2 separate regions of the Capra hircus genome follow, and region 2 is linked to region 1. A link is a contact called in public Hi-C data. All regions are on one chromosome and are shown on one strand. Each heading gives the region's core, a stretch centred on a gene start, on an enhancer-like site or on the middle of the called end of the contact. The rest is flanking DNA. Distances are from core to core; before and after follow the strand shown.

Region 1 (6,856 bases), core at 2,616-5,115:
AGCCTATAAAGGTGAAGTGCCACTCCCAAGGTCAGAGAGCCTGAGCAGATCCTTGCTCTGTATCATTCTGAAGCTGGCACTTTTGATGCAAAACCAGGCTGCCTTCTCCTTGCCAGGTATCTGGCGGTGGTTAGACACGTGAGCTGTGAACCTCCATGTTGAATCCTGATAGGCCACTTACTAGCTGGGGGACTTCAGGTGGGTTACCTCCCTCTAGGCTTCTGTAAATAAAATAGGAGTGACAAAAAGGGAAGGACTGCGTCGCATGGATGCTATGGACATTAATGACCCCTAGCAAGTCAAGCAGGCTTCCCTGGCGGCTCAGTGATAAAGAATCTGCCTGCCAGTGCAGAAGATGTGGGCTCTATCCCTGGGTCAGGAAGGTCCCCTGGACAGGGAAATGGCAACTCACCCCAGTATTCTTGCCTGGGAAATCCCACAGACAGAGGAGCCTGGCGGGCTACAGTCTTTTGCGATAGGGTGGCAAAAGAGTCGGATACAACTTAGCAACTAAACAACAACAACAAAGTACGCAAAGCCCTTAGGAAAGTTCCAGGTGCAGAGCTCATCCTCTGTCAGCATTAGCACCGGGCATTTAACCAGGTTTCCCCAGGAGAGGAGCAATGGCTCTGGCAGAGCCCAGCAGGCCCAGGAGGAGCCCACTTCTTCATTACTCTAGACCTCACTTCTCCTTTGTCCTCCCTGCCTGAGGTCAGGACGCCGTCAGGATCCTGCCGTTCAGGTCAGTATGACATAGGTTCCCATCCTTTGCGTAGGTGAGCCACAACTAGGGCACAGGTGGAATTCTGACGACAGGAATTATCTTGTGCAAAACAAGCCAATGACAGCAAAACTGCTCGGTGTGCCCCATTTTGCTGATTTCTTCTCCTGAGTTTCCAGTTCACACAGCAACAGCATTGGTTTCTGCTTCATTTTCATATATCCCACCATTCCAACATAATTAGGAAAATGCCCAGGATCATACAGCTACCAGACGGAGAAACTGGGATTTGAACCTAGAGCATCTGAAGCATGTAGTGGCTCAGATGGCAAAGAATCCACCTGCAATGCAGGAGAACTGGGTTTGATCCCTGGGGTCAGGAAGACCCTCTGGAGAAAAGAGTGGCAACCCACTCCAGTATTCCTGCCTGGAGAATTCCATGGACAGAGGAGCCTGGCCGGCTACATGCCATGGGGTGGCAAAGAGTCAGACATAACTGAGCCACTAACACTTTCACTTTCATCTGATTCCAGATCCTGCTTGCTTAACCACTACCCCGCAGGGTCACCTTTTCCCTATAGAATATACCTTGAGGAAAAGGCATCGCCTCTCATTCACACTTCCAACCGTGGCAGTACCTACCAGCTTGCTCATAGTAAATAATCAGTATCCAGTGATAGATTTGTTGCCTGACAACATTAAATGTTTCCATTTAATCTCTTCTCTTCCAAGTTGATTATCTCAGGGCTGAATTAAGGAAAGGCTGAAATAGTTATGCACTCATTCATCAAACATGTACTGAATGCTTAACTTGGACCAGACTCTAAGCTGGGTGCTGTGCTGTGCTTAGTCACTCAGTCATGTCTGACTCTTTGTGACCCCATGGACTGTAGCCTGCCAAGCTCCTTGGTCCGTGGGGACTCTCCAGACAAGAATACTGGAGTGGGTTGCCATGCCCTCCTCCAGGGGATCTTCCCAATCCAGGGATCGAACCCAGGTCTCCCACTTTGCAGGAAGATTCTTTACCATCTGAGCCACCAGGGAAGCCCAAGCTGGGTGCTAGAGGAATGAAAATTAGCAAGACAAGACCTCTGCACTCCAGCTGCTTCGAGGCTGTGTCAAGAAAGCAGTGTAGGGATTCCCAACCTTGGATGAACATTTGATCTTCTGGAGAGCTTTTTAAAAAGCACAGATGTCTGGGCCTCACCTCCAGTGGTTCTGATTTAACTTTTCTGAGGTGAGGCCTCAGGCCTTGTTTGTTAGGTTTTATTTTTTTAACAGTAAACTTTTTATTTTAGAACAGTTTTAGACTGACAGAATTATTATGAAGGTAATGTGCTGTGCTCAGTCACTCAGTAGTGTCCGACTCTGCAACCCCATGGACTGTAGCCCACCAGGCTCCTCTGTCCATAGGGATTCTCCAGTCAAGAATACTGGAGTGGGTTGCCATGCCCTCCTCCAGGAGATCCTCCCGACCCAGGGATTGACCCCAGGTCTCCCACACTGCAGGCAGATCCTTCACCATCTGAGCCGCGAGGGAAGCCCATGACAGCATTCCTATAAGCACCATGCCGAGTTTCCCTTACCATTAACACCTTACATCAGCATGGTACATTTGTCACAACTAATGGACCAATACTGATGCGTTATTATTAACTAAAGCCCATACTTGATTTAAATTTCCTCAGCTTCTCCCTAATGTCCTTTGTTTGTCCCAGGATCCCACGTAGGACCCCTCATTACATTTAGTCATCATACCTCCTTAGGCTTGTCTTCTGTGAAAGCTTCTTGGCTTTGGTATTTTTTTAATTCCTCAGCTTATATTAGACAACCAGGGTTGAGAACTTCTGGTCTGGAGTCCAAAGCATGAAACTTCTAAGGATGGGCTGTCTGGGCTCAAATTCTGGCTGGGCTGTTTATTAGCTACGAGGCCTTGGGCTCTAAGCAATTCTGTAAAATGGAAATATTAATAGTGCTACCCCATTAGTTGTAAAGGGTGAATAAGTCCAGTGTTTCTCAACGTTTTCACATCATAATACCCAGAGAAAATACATAGTATTTGTGTGATGTATTAACGTAACACACAAGTTCTAGTGGCATAAATCAATGAATCTTCTCACTGCCAGGGATGAAGGGCTCAAAGCTTCAGCTACCTGTAGCTCTTCTGTGTTGGGTTAGGAAGTTTTGGACTGATCTGCAAAAGCATTTAGACTCCACCGAAGTGAGACCTCCATAAATATTTTCCATAAACTAAATGAGGAAGAGATATACCTGTAAGGAGCAAGGAGTAGTGCAGACTGGGGTGGTGATAGTGACAAGACAAAGGGCGGCGCTTTTGCAGCCCATTTGCGCTGACCTGTCGCCTTTCAAAAGGACATGAGCAGCGTATCTGGAACAGCAAAGAACCCGATCTCTCTTCCCGATAGACTCCACGTGACCAAACCCCAGGTAACCTCGTTACACTGTGAGGAACAAGAGCGGCCAGGCTGCTGACATATGAGGAATGCAGGGCGCCTGAAAAATTAAGCAGTGCCACTTGGAAACTGAAGATTCACGATTTCATGTCAGGAGCCTCCCCCGAAGATCCTTCCTGCCGGGTACTGCCTCTCTGGCGCCACCTCCCGGTGTCAGCTAGGTTAGTCCACGACAGGCAGAAGCTGCCAAAACTCTGGGATTTGTGTTTTTTTTAATGAAGCTTTTGAATTAAGAAACTTAAGACTTGGATAGGTCAAATAAAAACAATTTCTAGGGGAAAAAATAAAAACTCACAGTAGAAAAAAAGAGTTAAAACACTGTCTGAGCTATTACAGAACCCAGAGAATATATTCATGTAATTGAAAAATTCTAGGTGCTTAAGTGACCTTTTGAAACAAAATGGCCTATCAAAATTTTAATTTGTAGTTCTTGGTTTTGAGGTTCACAGGACAAGCTAGGAAGTCTTCAAACCTTGAGCTGAATTAGTCCCAAGGGGAGTTTTTTTTTAATTTTTGAATCAGGTTTTCCTCCTCTAAGAGGTAACAGCAACAGCAGCACCCACCCTCCCATCGCTTCTTTCTGGGCTTGGCGAGCCCGCAGAGCAGCCCACAGCTCCATCCGCCTGGGAGCTGAGAGACTGGGAGTCTATAGCTGGCACAGCAGCTGGGAGTTGCCGATCTCCAGCAGCTCATCCAGCAACTCCAGCCCTCATCTTCCCAGCCAGCCATGAATGCAGTGTTTGGATGAGTGGGATCAAATGTTCTCCCAGCATCTGCTTTTCTGTTCCCGGGCCAGGGCTGCAACCAGCATGGAGGTGGTAGGGCTTCCAGCCCCACACAGGACCACAGGTTATGGTTCCTGGAGAGGTCTTATCGCAGGGTGAGGGCTGTGGTAGCCAGGGGCATATTTGTACAGTGCAAAGATACTAATCATTTTGATCCCAGCCAAGCTTTGTTATTTCAAAGTTGATCTTGGGATCAAGCTCTGGGTTCAAATGTTCCAGTCTATTTCAGTAGCAAAAAGTCTTCCCCGCCTCCCAAACCTCTCTTTTTCTAACTGTGTATTTCTTGAGGCTGAAGAAATTAGAGATGTGAATGATTGTTACCTGCAGATGGTTCTCTCTGTAATTTGCCCACAAACGTGTCAGCACCATCCCTCATAGAGGGTCCTTGTGCCTTTGAGACCCATAGAGATTCATGGGTGATTTAGAAATAATAATAAATACCGATGTGCAGAAAAGATTTCTTACTACTATAAAGCATTTCTGTGGTCCTCATTGGGGTCACAAAGAGCCGGACATGACTGAGTGACTGAACTGAACACCTTATAGAGAGGTGTGTCAGTGGCAAGAGTTTTGTAATTGACAGACTAGGGCTCAAATTTTAGCCTTGCTGTGTGACCTTGGGTAGATTGCTTAGCCTCCCTGAGCTTCCATTTTCTCAGGTGTAAAACTGAGATACAAATGCCATCCTCAAAGTGTTGTTTTGGGAGAATTAAGAAGGACAGTAAGTGCTAAACTGAATGCCCAACATGTGGTTAAAGTACAATCCTGGGTGGCAGGACTATGGTTATTCTCACCATAGCTTTGTGAGGTGGGTCAGACCTGCTTTACAGGACTTAGAGCTCAAGGACACAGAGTGATCCACATGAGTGTCGCAGCCCATGGGGGCTCAAACTCTGGTTCTCCAGGCACTGAGCCTAGAGCCCTTTCCTCATTCCACATATAGGATGCATTTTCTCCTCTCTGCCAAAGTTGCAGACACTCGGCTGAAGCTCAGACTGCAGGGCTGGAGAAGGAGCCAGAGCAGAGGAAGCCACAACAGGGAGTGTATGTTCCACCAGTTAGATATCAGCTGGATGCCCAGAGCTCAGGAGCCTAAGGACCTAAACAGTGTTCACAGCAGGGAGGCCCAGAGGGGTGTGTGAGGCTGAGGGCTTGGCAGTAAAGACAGGCAGCCTAGCAAGCAGCTGGTGCAGGATGACTTGGGTAGCCATGCAGTGACTCAAGAGGCCAGAGGCTTGAGACAAGGACAAATATGAACTCAGAAACGGACAGAAATAGAGGGAGGAAAACTTGATGAGTGGCTCCGAGATCATGTTAATTCAGGATGGCACCTGGCTTCTGGAGTGTGACAAGTGAAAATCTCTGTCTGTGGTGGAGTCAGTTAAGATGGTCCTTTAGGGGCTTCCCTGATGGCTCAAGTGGTAAAGAATCCATCTGCCAATGCAGAAGACGGGGGTTCGATCCCTGGTCCAGGAAGATGCCCACATGCTGCGGAGCCACTAAGCCATGTGCCACAACGGTCGAGCCTGTGCTCGAGAGCCTGGGCACCACAACTACTGAGCCCACGTGCCACCAGCACTGAAGTGCACGGGCCCTAGAGTCTGCGCTCTGCAACGAGAGAAGCCACTGCAATGAGAGGCCCACGCACTGCGACAAAAATGTAGCCCCCACTCGCCACAACCAGGGAAAAGCCTGCGAGCCATGAAGCCCCAGCACAGCCATGAAGACCCAGCACAGCCAAAAAATAAATAAATTATTTTTAAAAAAGATGCTCCTTTAGGATTCCTTCTTATGACAAAGAAAGAAAGTGTCTTTCCTTTCTTTCTTTAGCAAAACAAGCAATATTTCACAAATAGATTCCTCCAAGTCTGCAGTCAAGCAAGATTAGCTAGGAGAAGTCTGATTTGCTATGATTTGGTATGAGGTGCTCCGGATATCCATGTGGTGTCCACGTGGTGTCCACGTGTCCATGCAGTACAAATAACCAGAATCTCTTTCAGCTTGTTTTCCAGAGAACCTGGAGTACTGTAATCTTAGCCTGGAAGGTCATCCAGCTCACATTTCCCTCCAGCACATGAAGCTTCCCTTTCAAAGTGGTCTGAACACCTCTGGTGACAGGGAGCCAACTACCCACCCCCCACCCCCCACCCCCCCCCACTCCCCCCCCGCCAAAGTCAGCCCTTTACATATATGGACAGCTCTGAATTTTAGAAAAAGTTTCCTTATTATATTCTTTAATGGCCAGTGACAGAAAAGCAAACTGAACTTGTCATTAGCAAAAAATAAAATAACAAATAAATAAGGAATCCACTGTGCAGTAAGCCTCTGATGTGCCACCCAGACAAAGGACTTATAGCACCAGCTTCTGGACAGCTGCCAGCAGGCAAGCTTTAACTGGCAACCCCTTCAGGGACTGCTTCCCTGGAACCGTCTTCTTGGGACAACCCACAGCCAATGACTAATCGATTCCGGGGCACAGATGTCTGGGTCATCGCCACCTAGGTCTCACCCTGGGCTTGGCCGAAGCTGTCGTCAGAACTGCATTTGACTTGAGTCCCTGCCTCTGCTCCCTTCCTCAAAACATTCATCCCTAGGACACTCCTTAATGAACATCCTATACCCTAAGCTCTGCCTCAGAGTTCGCCTTCCAGGGAAAAAAAGTGCGGCCTGCTGGCCCTCCTAACTGGCAGGTCTAGAGGACATCAGGCACAGTGGGCCCCAGGGGCTCTGGAGGAGTGAGCCAGGGCTTCCTGTCACCCCTTCTCTCGGTTGTGTGTGGCTTTGTCGCGACCTCACTTTTAGACACATCTGTGCAGCCTCACATCCAGTGTGGGGAGAAGCTGGTCCTCAGCAACTCCCTAGAAGTTCAAAATGTA
Region 2 (6,856 bases), core at 3,061-5,560, 230 kb before region 1:
AAGCTCTTGTCTCCAGGTTTCAGATGAAAAGTGTACGCCTACCACCCCACCCACCTCAGGGAGGGTGGGAATCAGAGCATTAGCAAGAAATCAGCCCCACAAAATCCTCCCATCACTTTCCACTGTCCTGAACCTTTAAGCCAGCTAGGTCAACTTCTTAGAAATTTCCATGTAATGGTCTGGCTTCTGGCTTTGGAATTTCCCATCTGTTGAATTGTGTTGCCTCAATGGAAACTTCCACTTGAGCATCTTATTATATTAACTGTTGGCCCAGTTCAGGGAACTCTTCTGCAACAGCCCTAAAAGCTGTCCTTCAGCCTGTGCTTGAAAGCTGTCCAGGCATGGGAACCTTCCTCTTCCCTCCCTCACAAGCATCCCATTCTGACTTTCAGATGCTTGGAGTTGTTGGAAAGATGCTGCTCCCATGAAGCTGAGCCTGGGTCCCCATAACATTCCCTTTAATGGGATCGAAACTGTGTGCGTGTGGCTCATCTGAGAAAACCTGCCTGGACTCGGGGATTTTAGAGACAGCCAGGCTTGCACCCGCACTCCGTTCTCTAAGACCACCGGGAAGCCGCTGACCTCATCTCTGGGTCTTTTTCCCGTACTGTCACACCAGGGTGCACTTGACTTAACCCCAGCAGAAAGCGAGTATTGGGAAACTCTGCTCAAGCATCATTTCTCATGCTCCTGACCCTCATATCCTTTCTGTTGATCTGAGAGCTGATCTGTTGGGCTTCACAGGAGCATCTTGATCGGGGTCCATCCACAGTTTATGAACTCTCCACATGCAAGCCTTGCAGAATGTGCCCTACTTCCCGCCCAAACACCCCTCCCCACTTTTTTTTTTTTTTTTTTTTTGCAGTTTTTCTCTTATGTTGCATCCTTTGGACTCAGCTGGTGGTCTGCCTTGTCCAGCCCCAGCATTGTGGATGGGCCTCTCTTCCAGGTGCCCTTCTGCATCGTGAGCAGCTTGGGCCACTGTGATGGTGGATCCCACAGCAGGCAGGTCACTCTGTTTAGATTCCCGCCCCGTGGTGAGGGCAGCATCTCAGATGAGCAAGTGACAAGTGCTAGCAAAAGCTTCGACCAGCTAAATTTAGGGAAGGAGTCACTTTGGGGATGTCAGCCTAAGAAAATATTAAATGTACATTGGGTTGTTCCATGGTGGACTGATTTTCCTGGCCGGTCTCAATCTTACATTTCCAGATGTGAACGTCCTCATGCTACTTTTCATGGCTGTCTACAAAGCTGGTGAGCTGTAGCTCCCCTCCCCTCCTCCTCCACTGCCCTTGGGTCCCCTCTCCTGCCCCAGATAACATTGGAGACAGAGACCCAGAGGGCACAGCTGATCTAGCCTAGCACTGCTCACCTAATCTTCCTCTCTTGGCCTGAAAGAATATATATATTGGGCCACTGAAAAAATCTAGATATGTAAAATTGCTAATAGGCTGTCACCTAAAGCAAGCTTTCTATTTATGTATTTTACAGTAGGAAGTAACATAGTATAAGCAGATAGACTAGATTTCAGACCATTCCTCAGCCACTTGACATGCTTTAAGCACAGTGGTTTAGCATCTTGAGCCTGTTTCCTTATCTGTTACATGAGGATAATTACAGTTGCCTTACAAGAGAGCTGTATTAAAGAAACCAGTGCATGAAATGAATTCAGCACAATGGCTTGCCACATGGTATATATTCAATAAATGCAATATTACCATTGTTTGCATTTGACTATTGTGATGATTTCTAAAACAATTTTAAAGCCTTGAAAAAAGTATCAGTTCTCCAGCAATACTTGGGCAAGTCACTCTTTAAGTCTTAAATTTGACTTTAATAAATGGAGGATAATCCTCCGCAGGAATATTGAGAGGATTAAGTGAAGTAATCTGTAGGAAATGCCCAGCACAGCCCTGGCACATAGTAAGTACCCAAAAAAATGGTGGCCATCATTTCCCCATCCCTGCATTATCTCCATTTTACAGATAAGAATTTTCAGAACCCTTGTTTCCTTGTGGTAAATGGCTTCACAAAGACACTTTTATATATAAGAAATTGTTCTCACTGTTTTGTTCAAAAAGGAACAGGAACATTGAGTCCCTGGCTTGCTTATAAATACCAAAGTGTAGCATATATGAAAGCAGGCTACGTAACTAAACCAAACAGCTTTCCAATTTTTTAGGCTTCACCTCCTTTCCTTGTGAAGTCTTGGGTAAGTGATTTTCTCACTAGATTAGGAGAAGTTTACATATTATTTTTACAAGTCCTGTGGAAATATGCAAACATAGCTATATTTAACTAGATGCTGTAAATTCAGATCAGTTTATTTTCAATAAACTTCTCTCAATAAAGACGTATAGTAGGCACCTTCATGGCACCCAGAGAGGACTTGGAAGGGGACATGGAGGAGATGACAAGGCCTGAGCTGTAACAAGAGGATCCAAACTGGGGGTCAGGGTTTGGTCAGGAAGATGGAGAGCTGGCCTCAGTGGAGCGGGATCCCTGCTGGGGAGCTTTGCCCCGACACAGGGCGGAATGGGGATTCCTGACGGGGAGCTTTGCTCCTGACACAGGGCAATGCCTGCGCTCCACGGAGCAGCTAGTCCCTAGGGCCTTCCTGGAGCAGTGGGCAGTCCTGAGCCGGCAGAGCTCCCATCTCCTTGCTTTCTACTGACCAGTGCACTTGCTGCACCAAATAGCAGGTTTGCCAGGAATAATGATAACATCACTATTTGTTGGGCTGATTTTGAAGTTTGTGTCACTCATGCTTGGATACCCTCGAGGAAGGAATCATCCAGGTGAACAGGACACCTGCTCATAGGTTGGGTCTGAGTTACTCACCCTTGCAGACAGTTCAGCAATCAGTGATCTTCCTGTCTGATCTTCACTGATCAGGCAGTTCAGTACAATGATCTTCCCTGATGCGGAAACTTGAAATGTGGCCGGGAAGCTCGAGAGAAAGGGGAGGAACGGGTAGGGGACCGTGCAGCGGGGCCCCTTGGATTGGTGGATCAACAAGTGTTTATGGAGCATCTCAGGTAGGATAAACGGAGAGCAGAACCGAACCTCTTGCCCTCTTCCTTGCCCAGCTCCATGACCCACTCCCTGAGGCAGGTGCTGAGCCATGTGGCCTTAGGGAAATCTCCTGTTGGCATTCTGTGGACAAGCCTCTTGGGAACCCCCTGCCCGCATATCCTCAACTTGCAGGGCCCATGAAGGAGCTTCTGGCATTATGAAGCTTAAGCCTAAGGATCTCTCACTGCAAGGACCCCTTCTGATGTCCTATAGTGCATATGCTGTTCCTAATTTCACATTCTTTTCTTAAAGAGGTTCCCAAATTGTATAAGACTCAGGATTCACTAAAAACTGGATCTGCCCCCAGACCTGGGAGAACGAGCACACACTCTGGGTCTTTCCCTGCGCCCAGTTTCGCCTTCACCACAATGCTGAAACTCCAGTTTGCTTCCCCCTCAGGAACAAGCATCCCAGGTGGCCCTAGTGGTAAAGAACCTGCATGTCAATGCAGGGGACGCCAGAGATGCAGGTTCGATCCCTGGGTCCGGAAGATCCCCTGGAGAAGGAAATGGCAGCCCCCTCCAATATTCTTGCCTGGAGAATCCCAGGGACAGAGGAGCCTCCGGGCTACCATCCACAGAGTCACAAAGAGTCAGACACAACTGAAGCAACTTAGCAAGCAGGCAGGAGCAGGCTTTGCCCCTGTGTGTTCTCTGCTGTGGCTAGACCCAGCCAGACCTGAGTTCCCACTGGGAGGTCCTAACCCCCTGACTGAGGGGGAGGAAGTCCCAGCCACTGATTGCCGTCTGGGCTCCTTCCTGGCTACCAGACACCCTCCCCCGGGTGCAAAGGTCCCACCATCCCTGCAGGAAGGCAGGCCCTCCTGTGGCTTTGTGATTGCTGGGAAGGCCCTGAAAGGAGCCAGGCAAGAGGGAGCCAGCCCTGCATGAAGCATCAGCTGGCTGAACTAGGCCTGGTGGAAGATTCTCCTTTAAAAAGAGAGAGAATATCCTTGAAACTGTTTCAGCTTTGGCAAAACCATAACTCTGATCTCAAGTTTTGGGAGAATGGGCCAGCCAGCCTACAGGACTGTGCTAACCATGTGTGCTAGCTCACTCTCAGCAGCGATCATGCATGTCCCATTCCTGTTAGCCTGCGCAAGGGCTGCAGTGCTTTGCTAATCAGTCAGGACTAAAGGTACTGGGAAGAAGAGAGAGGAGGGGAAAGGCCCTTTCTTTATGTGAATATCTTTCTACCACTATTTGAAAATAATTTTCTCTTTCAGTCTAATAGTGGCCAACTTCGCCCCCTGGTGGATAAATAGATAACTGTATAAAATGAGCTATCATGCACATTGTTATGGCTGATGATCTGGAAAGAAATTGTCAGCCTGTGACGAGTTAGGACACTGAAAGGGGCTGGGTCTCTAAGGTTTGGGGAATGGGTTTTTTGTCTTGAAACGGTTATTCTAAGCTTCAGTTATATTTTTTAAAAAATATCTCTAGAAAGTAAAATGGTTAAAATGCCACTAGGTTTAAGGGTTTCACCTATTAAACTGCAGTGAACTTTTTGGCCAAAACTCTGCTACCGCTGCTGGTTATGGCAAATCCTTACCAGTCTGTGGGCTTCTTTTACTCCTTGAGATTGTAACAGTGACCTAACACCAACCAGAAAACATGAATTTCAACCACTAACTGGATATCTATTAGTGATCTTGACTTGCAAACTCCAACTCACTGCTGCCTACATTGATATCTTTTGCTTTAGTCCAGCTAGTTTAATTATTTGCTTCAGTTCATTTATACATACTTCTTACAGTTGCCAGAAAGTCACAGTTGGGCTAACTGGTGATAGTTATTTCACTATTTCCTGCACCTTTTTATATATTCTTAGAGGTAAAACGTGGAACAGACTTAGAAGGATAATGGCTGAAATATAAAAACCTTCCCACATATGTCATTTTATGTTGAAATATGATTTTATCCTGTCACCTTTCTCAGCCCTCTGTAAGTTACACAGCTGCTTGTAATTATCAGAACTGACCTGATTATTTAGCCTCTATTGTAACTTCAGTAATAAGAGCCTTCATAATTGAAATCTCATCTGCTGTCCTTTGTCCACCAAGTGGTAGTGTGTGTCCCTGGTGAATGTTTATCATCTCCATTGTCCTGGATCTCCATCCCCCAAGTGGAGGATACAACCATAGTGTTTATATTAATAATGCTTTTAATAGTTGTCTTTTTTTTTTTTTCTTTCTCTGCTCTCAGAAACCCTTAGATGCACTTAAGATTTGAAGGCCTGGCATTGTAAGAAACTGTTTATTACTCATACATCAAATTAATTGCCTACTTGGGGCTGTTTTTCCTCAAAAGGAAGATGTGGAAGGAAAAGAATGTGTGCATACCTTATAGGTTATTATAATTTTCTCAATATTTGATAGTGTTTTCTAATGATTATTGATCACATTTATATATATATATATATAGTCTAATTTTTTACCTCATGTAAGTTTTATGTAAGAAAAAAAAAATTTGGGGTGGTATCATGTTTGTTTTTTCCCCAGGTAAATGGAAATCAATTGTCCTAAGCACCAAATAGGAATTGCTTAGTGGTTGAGATGGGGATTATATTTTCCCAGGTGGCACAGTGATAAAGAATCTCCCTGCCAATGCAAGAGATGCAAGAAATGTGGATTGGATCCCTGGGTCTGGAAGATCCCCTGGCATAGGGAATGGCAACCCACTCCAGTATTCTTGCCTAGAAAATTCCATGGACAGGGGAGCTTAATGGGCTACAGTCCATGGGGGTCGCAGAGTCAGACATGATAGAGCATGCATGCACACACACACACATATTTGCCCCAGAATTAATTGCTGGCAGATCCCTCTAGTTTCTTGCTGTTTGACTCACTGTGACAAAGCCCAGAGGAGGGGATGGGTCTGGAAGCTGGACTTCTTCCTGACCCAGCCTCACCCATAGCACAAGCTGGATGCTTTTCTTTCCTTGCCCATGATTTCAGCCACCACCCCAGTTATTTGAGGGGAGATCACACACACACACCGCTACCTACCTTTCTTTATTCCTGGCCATCACACACACAGACACCCCTGCCTTTCTTTATTCCTGGCCAACACACACAACACCACACCACACACACTCCTACCTTTCTTTATTCCCAGCCATCACACACACACACACACACACACACACACACACACACATACCTACCTACCTTTCTTTATTCCTGGCCATCACACACACATAACCCCCACTCACACACACACCTACCTACCTTTCTTTATTCCTGGCCATCACACACACACACACACACACCTACCTTTCTTTATTCTTGGCCATCACACACAGACACACACACCTGCCTTTCTTTATTCCTGGCCATCACAAACACACACAGCCCCCACACACACACACACACACCTACCTACCTTTATTCCTGGCCATCTCACACACACACACCCACACACCCACACCCACACCCACACACACACACACACACACCCACCCCTATCTTTCTTTGTTGCCGGCCATCTGTCCTGTTTCCACTGTTGAAACTGGCCATTAATCTAACATTGAGACAGCCTGATTCATTAATGATTCCTTGATATTCAGATAATTGCAAGGCTGAGCAACATCAGAGTGGTTTGTAAGCTCCCTCTAATTTCAGGGCATTTTCAAGCTGTCATTATTACTCACAAATGGCAGCCCTCTCAAGTTCAGAGTCTGCTGACCAGGAAGGAGAAGGTCAGACTTTAGAAATGTGTATTTGAACTTGGTCCATCTGGGGTTCGTGTTTTTAGTAAAGAGCAGGTTTTGCAGATGT

Evidence for each region. A called contact is a pair of places that touch in the nucleus more often than the background predicts.
Region 2: a contact with region 1 is called in a Hi-C map of blood, with 2.5 times the contacts expected there. The contact joins two enhancer-like sites. A contact is called at or near these places in 4 of 5 Hi-C or Micro-C datasets (blood and liver).

Annotation. Positions count from the first base shown.
Region 1 is chr3:43,107,675-43,114,530 of ARS1.2, reverse strand. No RefSeq gene overlaps it. Among named protein-coding and RNA genes, the nearest start is that of TRNAW-CCA, 55 kb to the left of the region's middle. Within about 2 kb of position 3,865, at least 1 of the 5 cell types and tissues checked has an H3K27ac peak or open chromatin away from gene starts, as enhancers often do.
Region 2 is chr3:43,333,360-43,340,215 of ARS1.2, reverse strand. The region is part of intron 2 of GNG12 (guanine nucleotide-binding protein G(I)/G(S)/G(O) subunit gamma-12); the gene reads left to right. Among named protein-coding and RNA genes, the nearest start is that of GNG12, 65 kb to the left of the region's middle. Within about 2 kb of position 4,310, at least 2 of the 5 cell types and tissues checked have an H3K27ac peak or open chromatin away from gene starts, as enhancers often do.